Regions from separate parts of the Arachis hypogaea genome. Here region 1 is linked to region 2. Evidence: chromatin contacts called from public Hi-C data. All regions are on one chromosome and are shown on one strand. The core of a region is the stretch at or near the end of the contact, and the rest is flanking DNA. Distances in the headings are between cores, read along the strand shown. Region 1 holds the start of LOC112764647 (5'-adenylylsulfate reductase-like 4). Region 2 holds the start of LOC112765932 (probable mitochondrial adenine nucleotide transporter BTL3).

Region 1 (6,097 bases), core at 3,109-5,608, 150 kb after region 2:
GGAAGACCCAACTTTATCGATCTCAAAAGCATATGAGAGCACAGATAAGGCAATTCTATCACACAGTTCCGATTTGGGGCGTGGTGGATCGACGGCTGTGACTGCAATATTGATCAATGGACGCAGGTTGTGGATTGCTAATGTTGGTGATTCAAGAGCTGTTCTTTCAAAGAAAGGACAAGCTTTACAAATGACCACAGACCATGAACCTAACACTGAACGAGGTAGTATTGAGAACAAAGGTGGTTTTGTCTCCAATTTGCCAGGTAACTTTCTCCATCCGAAACAAATACACAAAACATTACATGAATGCAAAGGTGTTTGAATTAGTGATGATTTGAGGATGGCACTAACATGAACAAATTAATGAATGAATGCTAAGGTGACGTGCCAAGAGTGAATGGTCAACTAGCAGTATCACGTGCGTTTGGAGATAAGAGCTTAAAGTCGCATTTGCGGTCAGACCCAGATGTACAAACAAGTGATATAGATGCTGATACTGATCTTCTAATCCTTGCAAGTGATGGACTCTGGAAGGTAATGACAAATCAAGAGGCAGTAGACATTGCCAGAAGGATGAAAGAACCACAGAAAGCAGCAAAGCAATTAACTGCTGAAGCATTAGAAAGAGACAGTAAAGATGACATATCTTGTGTTGTCGTTAGATTTAGATGATCATCATTATCTTTCAACACATACACACATACATACATACATACATACATTCATGCATACATTAGTATATCACATAATTGGTCTAAATTCGTGGTTGAGTCAGTTATGCAAAGCTGTAAAAGTGCCTTTTTTGTATTAGATTTTGTCCGTGTGAGAATGTCCCATTTCTTTATGTCAAAATCTGTGCTAGTGTAGTGATTGTTTGGACGGTGATTGGTCCTAATCCATGGCTGTTACTATCATTTGATACGAATGGACCCTATATATCTTTGATGTTTTGATTTTGGTCCACACGTCTTTATTTTGTTCCATCGTTCCAAATGGGGAAGGGGAGAGGGCTGTGCACCTTGGTCCTTCAGATGGTTTTCCAAGAAATACTTTGAGTAGTGAGAACACTTGGAAAAGGTATCAAGGAGTTAATGATTTCTTAATAATTGATTCATCATGATCTACCTTTATCCCACTTATGAATATTAGTCAATGCTCATAAAAAGATGGAAAGAGAATCAAGTCAGAACAAACAATGCGTCAAGCGTTAGCTATCTTTCTACATCAGGCAGCAAATGAGAGGAACTAGGAAGGGGCTAGTTCAAGTGGGATGAATTCAATCACCAAAAGGGGCAAAACAAGTATTTTAAAATTTAAATAATGGCTCTTGATAACAATGCTTCTATATGATATCTGTTGATGATCATCTTATTAAACTTTTACAAATATCCAAGCAAACATCCAGTACCTGAACATGGTATACAGTCAGTACTCAGTAATAAACGAGGATTTACATTCACTTCATTCCCAACAAAAATTAATTTATCAACTGATGGTCGTCGACTGACCTTCAAGTAAACCTACAAAGTCAAAGAATTACATATTTCAGCTCGAGTTTGCTACATTTTAAACTATACACATTGAAGTCTCGATTTTTCTAGAATGCTGAATGCAGGATTTTATAAGGGACGGAATTACATCAATCAGTAACATAATTTGGTCTCACTACTCATAAGGCTTAACTGAGCACAAAACTACATGCCATAACTTGCAGCCATGCTTTCTTTTAGGATATTCCAAATGTCCAATTTCATGAGGGAACACTGGTTGGTTCCATATACTTACTGGTGGGTACCACGGCTAGTGCTAGCCTCCCCAATTGAGACTGAGGCAAGGGACTTAGAAGCCCAAGCTTTAGCATTCATTGCTCCTTCCTGCAGATTACTTCTCTTGCATGGCTCTTTAAGGCATTTAAATGACTGTACTGTTCGCTTCAGATACACCAAAGGATGTTCCAACAAGCTCCCTAATCTAACGTTTTGGAGAACCCTATTCCAAGCATATTGGATACACATAAGCAGTGTAGGAAAAAATAAGTAAAGTAGTCTCAAAACCACAAATGCAGTGGCCAAAGCCAAATAAGTCTCCTGCCGCAGCAAATTTTCTGGAGATCTGGCCCAAGAAAAGGGGCAACTTTCTTGCTCTGTGGTACCATGACTCTCATGAACTGACAGATGCCCAACTTTATCCAGGGATAGTTGATCAAGTGAATCAACCCTAACTCCTGCAATGACAACCAAAGATTAACTAAAAAGAAAATAGGGATATCATGATCAGCTAAATTCCCAAATTGCATAAACAGGAAAATATTCTAATTGTTTCTAATATTGTTGTGGAACCATTAAGCATGGCGTGTTTCAGGATACGCTTATTTATTTTCCCCCTTTAACATGTAAAAGACACTATTTAATTGCAATACAGAACAACCAAGGCACATGCAGAGCATGAGAATGATCAAATATTTAAATTTAAGCTTAACAAATCTTCAAGCTATGTAAAATAAATGAACCCATAAGCGACAATACCAAAATACAAATACAAATATGAAAGTGACATAATGAATGTTACCGGTAACATCATTGTAGAAAACTACGAGAGAACCCAATATCCGAGATCCGTGATAACGAATGCGCATAGTAGAATTTAAAATGAGTAGTGTAGGGAAACCATGAACACCGTATTTTGATAATATGCTGCAAGAATCAAATAGGCATTAAATGGAAAGAATCCATGAAACTTGAAAGAAAGGAATTGGGACTGAAAACACAAACCTTGGCCTAACAGATGATTCTTCAATAGCATAATGGGGAATGGAAGGGTATAGGGAAGACAGGATTGAGAAAACTGGTCTAAAAATCCGAGAGAAAGGACACCATGATGCATAGAAAAGTACAGCTACATATTCATGACTATTCTTGTGAACCATACTCAATGCCTTCTGCAAAGTAACCTCATCTCCCTGCATAGTTTCAATAGGCAATTAGGCATCATAAATTCATACTTACAATCCTCTATCAGCAACCATAAACATTTGAAAGAAGTTCTAAGAACTGGATTTAACAAATCAAAGTTTCTTTGAAAACATACATGATCGGATAACAGCAACGAAGAAAAATAACATAGGTCTGTTTGGGAGCTATGGTAGTGGGAAGGGCTACGGATGGCAGTGACAAAGCAGAACATGTCTTGTGAAAGTGGATCCTCTCCTTACGATCCTACACACTGAAATATATGACCCTGAAACCCCGGGGTATGGAAGGGCGAGCTGCTGAGGTGTTCCCCACTTCCCCTTCCCTTTCTCTGTAAACTCTCAAGTATAAAGCTCCCTAAAACCACTCCTACTATTCCTTTGGCGAATGCAATCCCTACGGTTTCTAAAATTAGCTAGCCAACAACAAGGCACGTTGATTCACAGTTGCTGAAGACATGAAACCTAAACAGCATAATAAGCAGTTCCAGCTTCCAAATTCCAAACTCAAATTATTGAAAATTAAAGCAATCACAGATTCATCATCTCAATATCACAAAAAGGGTAGTCAAAGCAATAATCCTAAAATTGCAGTATCAACGTCAGATTAAAACGAAATAAATATAAGAGGTAAAGGGAAAGAGAATAATGAGTGACCTCGGTGACACCAGTGTAACGGATGGATCCAACGGAATCAGGGAGCGAGCAGGTCGCATCTCGAAACCCTAATATGAAATCAAAGACTGTCTCCTTCGGACATATGGCGGCGTCGGCGGCAGAAACCGAAACCTTGTGCGGTTGGCCGGTGCAAGAAATGCTCCAACAGAGCAGCGTGGCGACCACGATCTCCGATCCCGAAAACCTCATCATCTCCCTCGTTCCTTTTTTTCCCCCTCGACTAACGAACGAACCAAAAATTGGCACCAAACCGAGCCGAAAAGAGTTTCCAAAAATAAAAAGTTAGGGGGGAAAAAAAAAGAAAAGAAAGGAAGTTTGGGGGAATGGAAAACCCTAATCGTATAGCGTACAGGATTTGAAGGGAAAAAGAGGGGAATGAGGGAGATGAAAGGAAGGTCGTGAAGACAGAGATGAGAGGATCTGACGTGGCAAAATCTGAATGGATAGATTCTTATTTTCTTCTTTTTTTTTCTGAAAAATGAATAAAAAAAAGAGGGGCTGGGTTGGTTTGGAAAATGGGGAGTGGGAAGAAGAAGAAGAAGAAGAAGAAGGGGGTTATTGCTATTGGTATCAGTTGGTGGGTGCGACGATCGGTGGTGGCAACGGCATCACCGTTCAGCTTTTACCAGTGCGTGAGAGTCTGAGAGAGAGGTTTCACTTGCTTGGTTCATTCTTTACCTTTTTCGTCAACAGATTAAAGCACTATGGTTGGTTTAAGTGTCTCGGCATGCTTTATATGCATGTCAGCCTTCACCTTATTTTTTATCTCCCCAAATATAAAAATAGTTAATTATTTATTGGAAAAGTATAGGTAACTAACAATATTTTTGAACAATATGTGAACAATGTGAATTAATAGGATTAAAAAAATAAATTAATTTTAAATTTAATTAGTAGTATTAAATTAGGATGTACTTGATTGGTGATTGTTCATATTGTTCAAGATGGTTCCCTTATTTATTTAACACCGAACGACAATCCATTTTCTCCCCATTAAACAAAATTTGTTAAAAAAAATTAAAAATTATTAGATAATTTAATAAATTTGACTAAATTATTATTTAATAAATTTTTTTTAATTAAAAGTGAGACTGAAATTCACAATATCTAGATGAGTATGAAGAGATTATGTCATTTGAGTTATAACTCGTTGGTAGTTATTATCTAATAATTATTAACTATCACCTTCACATAAAGATAATTACACGTGAAAAATATCTTTAAAAAACATTAAATTTTTGTATTATATTTAATATAAAATATATAAAAATTAATTATATCTCAGCTTAGTTTAAAATAAATATAAAAATTAAAAAATAAATTTAAAGTTTAACAAGTTAAATGAAAATATATTTTTTAATATTATTAAAATTTCAGTTTTCGTCATTATAAAATGATCTACACTATGAAATAAATAAATAAAATTTATATATTGATGAATTTATTTTACAAGTTTATAAATTTATTCCAAATCTTAATGATTCATGAGAATATATATTTTAAATTTTTGCTTACGAACAAAAAATAATAGAAAAAACTACCAAAAATTCTCATAAATTTTATGAATGGTGACAAAAATACTCATAAATTAAAGAAATTAACTATGTATCTATGAGAGATGAGTTATTGGGTTTCGTACAACAAAAATATCCAAATTTTAATTTTTTGTTAATTTTTAAATAAGATTCACAAACTACCCCACCCTAACCTCGTTCTACCGTCACTCCCTCTTTTTCCACTTCTTTCTCTTTCCTCACTTTTCCTTCTCTAAAAAATTCTCAGAGTCACATAACTCTCCTCCTACTTTCTCACTGTCGTCCGCCACCCACCTATTCCATCACTGCCAATCTCCTCCCCTCTTACTGCATCCTCTTCTCACTCTTAAGGTGGCTACAATACCTTCGTCGCGCGCCTATGACCCAACCTAAGGAGAACGTCGCCGTGGCGCGCCTGTCCCAACCGAGGAGAACGTTGTCGTGGCGCACCTGACCCAGCCGAAGAGAATATTGTCGTCGCGCACCTGAGAAGAGAGAGGGGTCATGGTGCTGTCTGTATGCATAAAGAGGGTTCGAAAACTTATGACTAAAGTGGTTGAGGTCCGATCCTCCACCACCACCATTGATTTCAGGCTAGTCTGTTGTAGGAGTAGTTTTGGACTCCATGGCAAAGATTTTAAAAGTGTAGGTTGGGTTATGAAAGGTTGAAAAAGTGAGTTGAGGTTAATGGTGGAGTAGTTTGAAAATTTTATTAAAAAAATTAACAAAAAATTAGGGTTTTGATATTTTTGTTGTACGGAACCCATCTTTCAAGGTACATCGTTAATTTTCTTAGTTTATAGATAATTTTGTCAGTATTCGTAAATTTCATAAGTACTTTTGGTAGTTTTTCCAAAACAATATTTTAGGCCATGAAATAATAATAAAAACTTATGTTTAATAGTAAACTTAT
Region 2 (6,233 bases), core at 1,119-3,618:
CCTTTCTTGTGGCGTCAAGAAATTGGGTAGAAAGTAGAGTGATTCTCTTTGTATTCAATTTCAATCTATCATTTTTGTTTCTATTTCGATTTCAATGTACCTTTTTTATACAATTTCAATTCTTGTCTTATTTATCCTTTTATTTCCGTATCATTTGGTATCAGAGCTCAGGTATTAGATTAATTCTTATTAATCTATATTTGTTCTTCTTTTATCATAAAAAAAAGAGTCCAGTGTTTGTCGCGTCTTTCATTTTGTTCTTGTGTTCTTGTTTTCGTTTGCGTTTCATTATTTAAAAAAAAAAAAGAAGAAGAAGAATAAAGTGAAAAAAAAAACAAAAAAAAAGAAGAAAAAAAACCAAAAAAAAAAAGAAATTATCTTCCTTATAATTATTGTCCTTTTCATATATTATTTTTTTTTCACCTACAAGATTCGAGGACGAATCTTTTTTGAAGAGGAGGAGAATGATACGTGCTTCAAATGTTCGTGATATGAAGAGTTCAAGAGTTATTTAGAAGATATTTTAGTTTACATTTTTAGAATATTTTATTTAATGTATTTTAATTTTGTTTATTTAATTACTAGATTGGGCCTTATGTTTATGGGCTTTAGGGTTTTCTTTGTTTTAACCTAATAAGAGGTTATAAATACCTCCTTAGCTATTGTAGTCGTAGTATAGAATTTTTAGAGGTTTCAAAACCCCTTTTTGGTTTCATGATGAAACCATGGTGTGGACAATTGAGGTTGAGGAGTCCCTCTCTTGTTACATCGGGGAATTGAGTAGAAGGTTGAGGAGTCCCTTCGATTCAATTTCCAAACTATGGCGTTGGCAAGTTAGGTTGAGGAGTCCCTTTCTTGTTACGTCAAGAAATTGGGTAGAAAGTAGAGTGATTCTCTTCGTATTCAATTTCAATCTATCCATTTTATTTCTATTTTCAATTTCAATGTATATTTTCTATTCAATTTCAATTCTTGTCTTGTTTATTTTATTATTTCTTTATCATTTGGTATCAGAGTTCAGGTATTAGATTAATTCTTATTAATCTATATTTGTTCTTCTTTTATCATAAAAAAAGAGTTCAGTGTTTGTCGCGTCTTTCTTTTTGTTCTTGTGTTCTTGTTTTCGTTTGCGTTTCATTATTTAAAAAAAAAAGAAGAATAAAGTGAAAAAAAAAAAGAAGAAAAAAAAAACCAAAAAAAAAAGAAATTATCTTTCTTATAATTATTGTCATTTTCATATATTATTTTTTTTCCACCTACAAGATTCGAGGACGAATCTTTTTTGAAGAGGAGGAGAATGATACGTGCTTCAAATGTTCGTGATATGAAGAGTTCAAGAGTTATTTAGAAGATATTTTTGTTTACATTTTTAGAATATTTTATTTAATGTATTTTGATTTTGTTTATTTAATTACTAGATTGGGCCTTGTGTTTATGGGCTTTAGGGTTTTCTTTGTTTTAACCTAATAAGAGGTTATAAATACCTCCTTAGCTATTGTAGTCGTAGTATAGAATTTTTAGAGGTTTGAAAACCCCTTTTTGGTTTCGTGATGAAACCATGGTGTGGACAATTGAGGTTGAGGAGTCCCTCTCTTGTTACATCGGGGAATTGAGTAGAAGGTTGAGGAGTCCCTTCGATTCAATTTCTAAACTATGGCGTTGACAAGTTAGGTTGAGGAGTCCCTTTCTTGTGGCGTCAAGAAATTGGGTAGAAAGTAGAGTGATTCTCTTTGTATTCAATTTCAATCTATCATTTTTGTTTCTATTTCAATTTCAATGTACCTTTTTTATTCAATTTCAATTCTTGTCTTATTTATCCTTTTATTTCCGTATCATATCTATTGTTTGATAGATGTGACAAAGAAATTCTAAACTATAAAAAATGCATCCGGTGAGTTGAATACATAAATAAGCGACTTAATTTGGTCATGTTCACTTTAAATCTACCATTTAAAAATTAATCTCTCAAATTTGTCACACCAATTTATAAGTGAAGAAGAAGAGATAGAAAATTTTAAGCTTTTTCGTACAAAATTCAGAGTCTTATATTTTTTGGAATGATGGAATCGAGAGGAAGAGAATAATAGAAAAGATTGTTGGGAGGGTGGTAAGAAAAGAGAATGTAATATTAAAAGAAGAGATAGTTATTGTGCGTGGGAGAAAAAGAAAAAAAGGACTATTTTATTATTTTAAAAAAATTCTATTTAAAAATTAATAATTATTAATAGTATCTTTAATTTAAAAATAATATATTTTATTAATTCAAATATTTTTGTTACAGTGAAGATCTAATTAAAAAATTTAACATAATTTATTGACTAAGTGAAAGGAAAAAAATATTTAGTTGTAAATATTACGGGAATTAATTGAGGAATTTTAGCTCCTGTGTAGTTGAAAACAAAGTTTACATCCTCCTCCCTCCGTACAAAATTTCCACCGTTACTACATCGTCACAAAAAATGCTCTGAGGATATTCCTGGGCGAAAACACTTGGAACATTTGATAAGGCAAAACCAAAGAATCCGTGTGTTGGAGTTTTAGTGTAGGACGCCAGTCAGTGAGGCACTCGGACGCCCCTAACCGTTCTCATTATTTAAAGATTATGAAAAGCAATAGACGAAGGAAGGACGGAAGGAGAAGCCGAGAAGGAGAAGGAGAAGGAGTCCCAAACGGAAGAGGATAATGTCACAACTTCTGTTTGCTAGCGCTATGTAATTCAAAGAAGAAAGAAAGAAAGGGGAGAATAGTTCTCATGTTCATGGTTTCGCATTCAATAGACCTAACTAATTAACTACAAATAAATTCAATACCACAAACTTCTTCTACTTCCCCAACTCCTCTTCTTCAAATCACAAAAATGCCACTACCACAGGACCTCACTCCCCACCAACAATCCCACTGTTTCCTCAATTTCCCTTCCGATTTCTCTTCCCTCACCGCGCCACCGCCCGGGGGATTGTTCCTCGAACCCGCAACTCCAGATTCCTTCCTCCGCCTGCTTCCCGCCGCCTCGATTCGTGCCGAATTGAATCCCTCGCCGCCACGCCGGAGGCTTAAGGCGGCAGTAGCTGCTAGCTGCTTCTTGTCGGTGAGCTTGCCGAGTGCTAAACTCGTGGTGCCGAATGGGGACAACGGCTCCGACAAGGAGACAAGTTCGGAGGAGGGTGTTGTTGAGGTACAACACAAGGTTAGGACGGTACGAGGAGGCAATGCCGTCAACAACACCACTAAGCATCTATGGGCTGGTGCCGTAGCTGCCATGGTTTCTAGGTACACATTCCTATCAAATAATCCTTCTGTTTCAAAATATTAATCTATTATTTAGATGCATTAAGTTTTTAAATGTACTACTCTGTTGAAATTATTAGTTATTTGAAACGGAGGAAGTAACAATTACAGGAGGCACATTGCTATTTAACTTGTGTCTCACTGTGTATAATGAAGACATTTTTGTACAATTGCCTTCCTGATGTCATTTTGTTCCCTTAGACTATTAAATGGCTTTGCTTAGTGTAGTTAGTAGTGTTGGTCTTGATTATTGAATGTATTTTTATGTGTTTTTGTTTATAAATATGCTCACGTTTTTCTGTGCCAGAACTTGTGTTGCTCCACTTGAAAGACTTAAGCTGGAGTATATAGTTCGCGGGGAGAAGAAGAATATCGTTGAGCTTGTGAGAAAGATAGCCACTTCTCAGGGTCTGAGGGGCTTTTGGAAGGGGAACCTTGTAAATATTCTGCGGACGGCTCCATTCAAGGCAGTGAATTTTTGTGCTTATGATACATATAGGAAGCAGCTCCTTAGATTCTCCGGAAATGAGGAAACTACCAATTTTGAGAGGTTTATTGCTGGTGCTGCTGCTGGAATTACTGCTACCATTATTTGCCTTCCACTTGACACAGTATGTGGCAATTTCTAATATTTGAATTATGATTTCTTCTTTAGTTCATTTCCTCTTTTATAGCAGCTCTGAGTAAAATCATGTGCACAAACTGCTTGCCATTAGTTTTGTATGTAAAAGTGAAAGCACTCAATGGTGGCCATCGCGCACTCAAACATGCTAAGTTATACCTTCTTTAGTTAAGGAATTATTTGGACTGGTTTATCTGGATATGGGATCACTACAGATGAACATGGAGAATAATTCTTGTTTGCAGTTTTGCTGCTATGCAGATGAAAAGCTTAACAGAATAAAAAAATGTAAAAGAAGAGTTTAATCTGCATAACATTTTTGTGTGAATATAGATCCTGTTGGATTAGCTCTTAACATGGCTAATTATATTAATAGAGACTAGAGAGAGAGTTCAGGATTATTGAATCCTGCCTCAAAGGACCAGGTCATTCGAGAAGCTGAAATGAGATCATCATAATCTGTGTTATAACTCCTTCCATGTAATTTCTCAGGGTATGCTATGATGAAGAACACTTTTCAATCAGATTCTCCTTTTAACAATGGAAAAGGGGGGGGGGGGGGGATAAAAATAGCATGTGCAATGCACATTTTCTCCAAAATCTTAGTTACAATTTCTTAATGGCTCTTGTATTTTTAGCCATGTGGTTTAATTGGTTCAAAATGTTTACCATTGGTTTCTTTCAGATCCGGACCAAGTTGGTGGCACCTGGTGGGGAAGCTTTGGGTGGTGTTATTGGTGCTTTCCAATACATGATTCGGACTGAAGGCTTCTTTTCTCTCTACAAGGGTTTGGTACCGTCAATTATAAGTATGGCTCCTTCTGGTGCAGTTTTTTATGGTGTATATGATATACTCAAATCAGCTTATTTGCATTCACCCAAAGGAAGGAAGCGAATCCAGAATTTGCACAAACAGGGTAAGGAATTGAGTGCATTGGATCAGCTTGAGTTAGGACCAGTAAGGACGCTGTTGTATGGTGCTATTGCCGGTGCTTGTGCAGAAGCTGCTACATATCCATTCGAAGTGGTAAGGAGGCAGCTTCAATTGCAAGTCCAGTCTACCCGTTTAAGTTCTTTTGCAACTTGTGCCAAAATAGTGGAACATGGAGGCATTCAAGCTCTGTATGCAGGACTTATTCCCAGCTTACTCCAGGCATGTCAATTTACTTCCTTGCATGCCCAATTTACTTATATTTTACTTTATGCACTATATTTATCCATTTAGAACCCAGTGAATTTCAGTCGCTATACCAGTTCCTGATCTGTTCAAATTTATGGTTTACTACGTAGAAATTACTTTTTTAATGTAGAGAATATAGGTTCATAATTCATGCAGGATACTGTCTCTGTTAATTCACCTAATTAAATTTTCATTTTACATTGTATCGTGTAGCAATCATTATGTGGCACTGCTTGTAAATGGTCTTTCTGTAATTCGCTCAACGTTGCATTGTCTTGTTTATGAAATGTTTCAATTACCCATATTTGGATTGTTATCTTAGTGATGATAGTATGTTATCACTTATCCCAGGCTTTTCCTTGAAACATTGATTCCTTTTGTAACTGCCAAGCCAAAAGCACCCCTTTTCCCCCCTGATTTGTAACAGAGGTGTGTAGTTTGTACCAATAATAGCAAATGATATAAGATCAACTTCCTCTGGGCTGAATTTAGCTTTATAATAGATGTATGCTTGTATTTAAATTATGATGACCCTTGTGCCAGTTTTGTCCATATCTTTTCCATGCTGCTTAAGGTTACTTTTATTAATCATAAAACTAATACACTTGTATTGTTTTTTCTTCAAGTTCAGGTACTTCCTTCAGCATCAATCAGTTACTTTGTCTATGAGTTCATGAAGATTGTTCTCAAAGTGGAGTAGCCAATGAATAGATTATTATCAGTTATACACTGATGAGAAGTTGTAGCATCATATGTTTTATAGGTCCGCACTTAATATAGGTGCAGAATGGTAGCGGTTGACTTCACTTGGCAATCATATTTGATGTCTGCCTTTGAAGGTTCAAAGCATAATTCGGGTCTGCAATCCCTTTTACAATTGTTCACAATTCATGTATTTCCCACAGGAAAATTTTGGACGGATTCCATAATCAATCAAATCTACCAAGGCTTCAGTTTTACAAAAAAAAAAAATGTTTGATTAGTGACTGCTTGATCTTGACTTCAATTCTTATTCGCCCTGTACTCTTGTTTCATTTATTTATTTTTAAATCATTATCATGGAGCATAATAGCACCCAAGCAACCTTCTGAAAAAGGATCTAATATCAATCTCCTCCCTCTAGGTTGTAACTTTTACAATCTT

The links. Hi-C and Micro-C count contacts between places; a contact is called where the count stands out from the background.
Region 1: a contact with region 2 is called in a Hi-C map of an unstated tissue, with 3 times the contacts expected there. The contact joins the promoter of LOC112764647 here to the promoter of LOC112765932 in region 2.

The regions. Positions count from the first base shown.
Region 1 is chr17:129,079,963-129,086,059 of arahy.Tifrunner.gnm2.J5K5, forward strand. LOC112764647 (5'-adenylylsulfate reductase-like 4) reads right to left here and starts at 4,359. Exons shown (of 4, transcript XM_072223602.1): 1 at 3,629-4,359; 2 at 2,775-2,962; 3 at 2,572-2,696; 4 at 1,344-2,227. The coding sequence starts at 3,841. The coding sequence ends at 1,785. It overlaps LOC112764649 (probable protein phosphatase 2C 10), which reads left to right. Exons shown (of 5, transcript XM_025810359.3): 4 at 1-266; 5 at 383-964. The coding sequence ends at 675.
Region 2 is chr17:128,928,789-128,935,021 of arahy.Tifrunner.gnm2.J5K5, forward strand. It overlaps LOC112765932 (probable mitochondrial adenine nucleotide transporter BTL3), which reads left to right and starts at 2,369. Exons shown (of 4, transcript XM_025811800.3): 1 at 2,369-3,270; 2 at 3,596-3,899; 3 at 4,596-5,063; 4 at 5,722-6,233. The coding sequence starts at 2,858. The coding sequence ends at 5,790.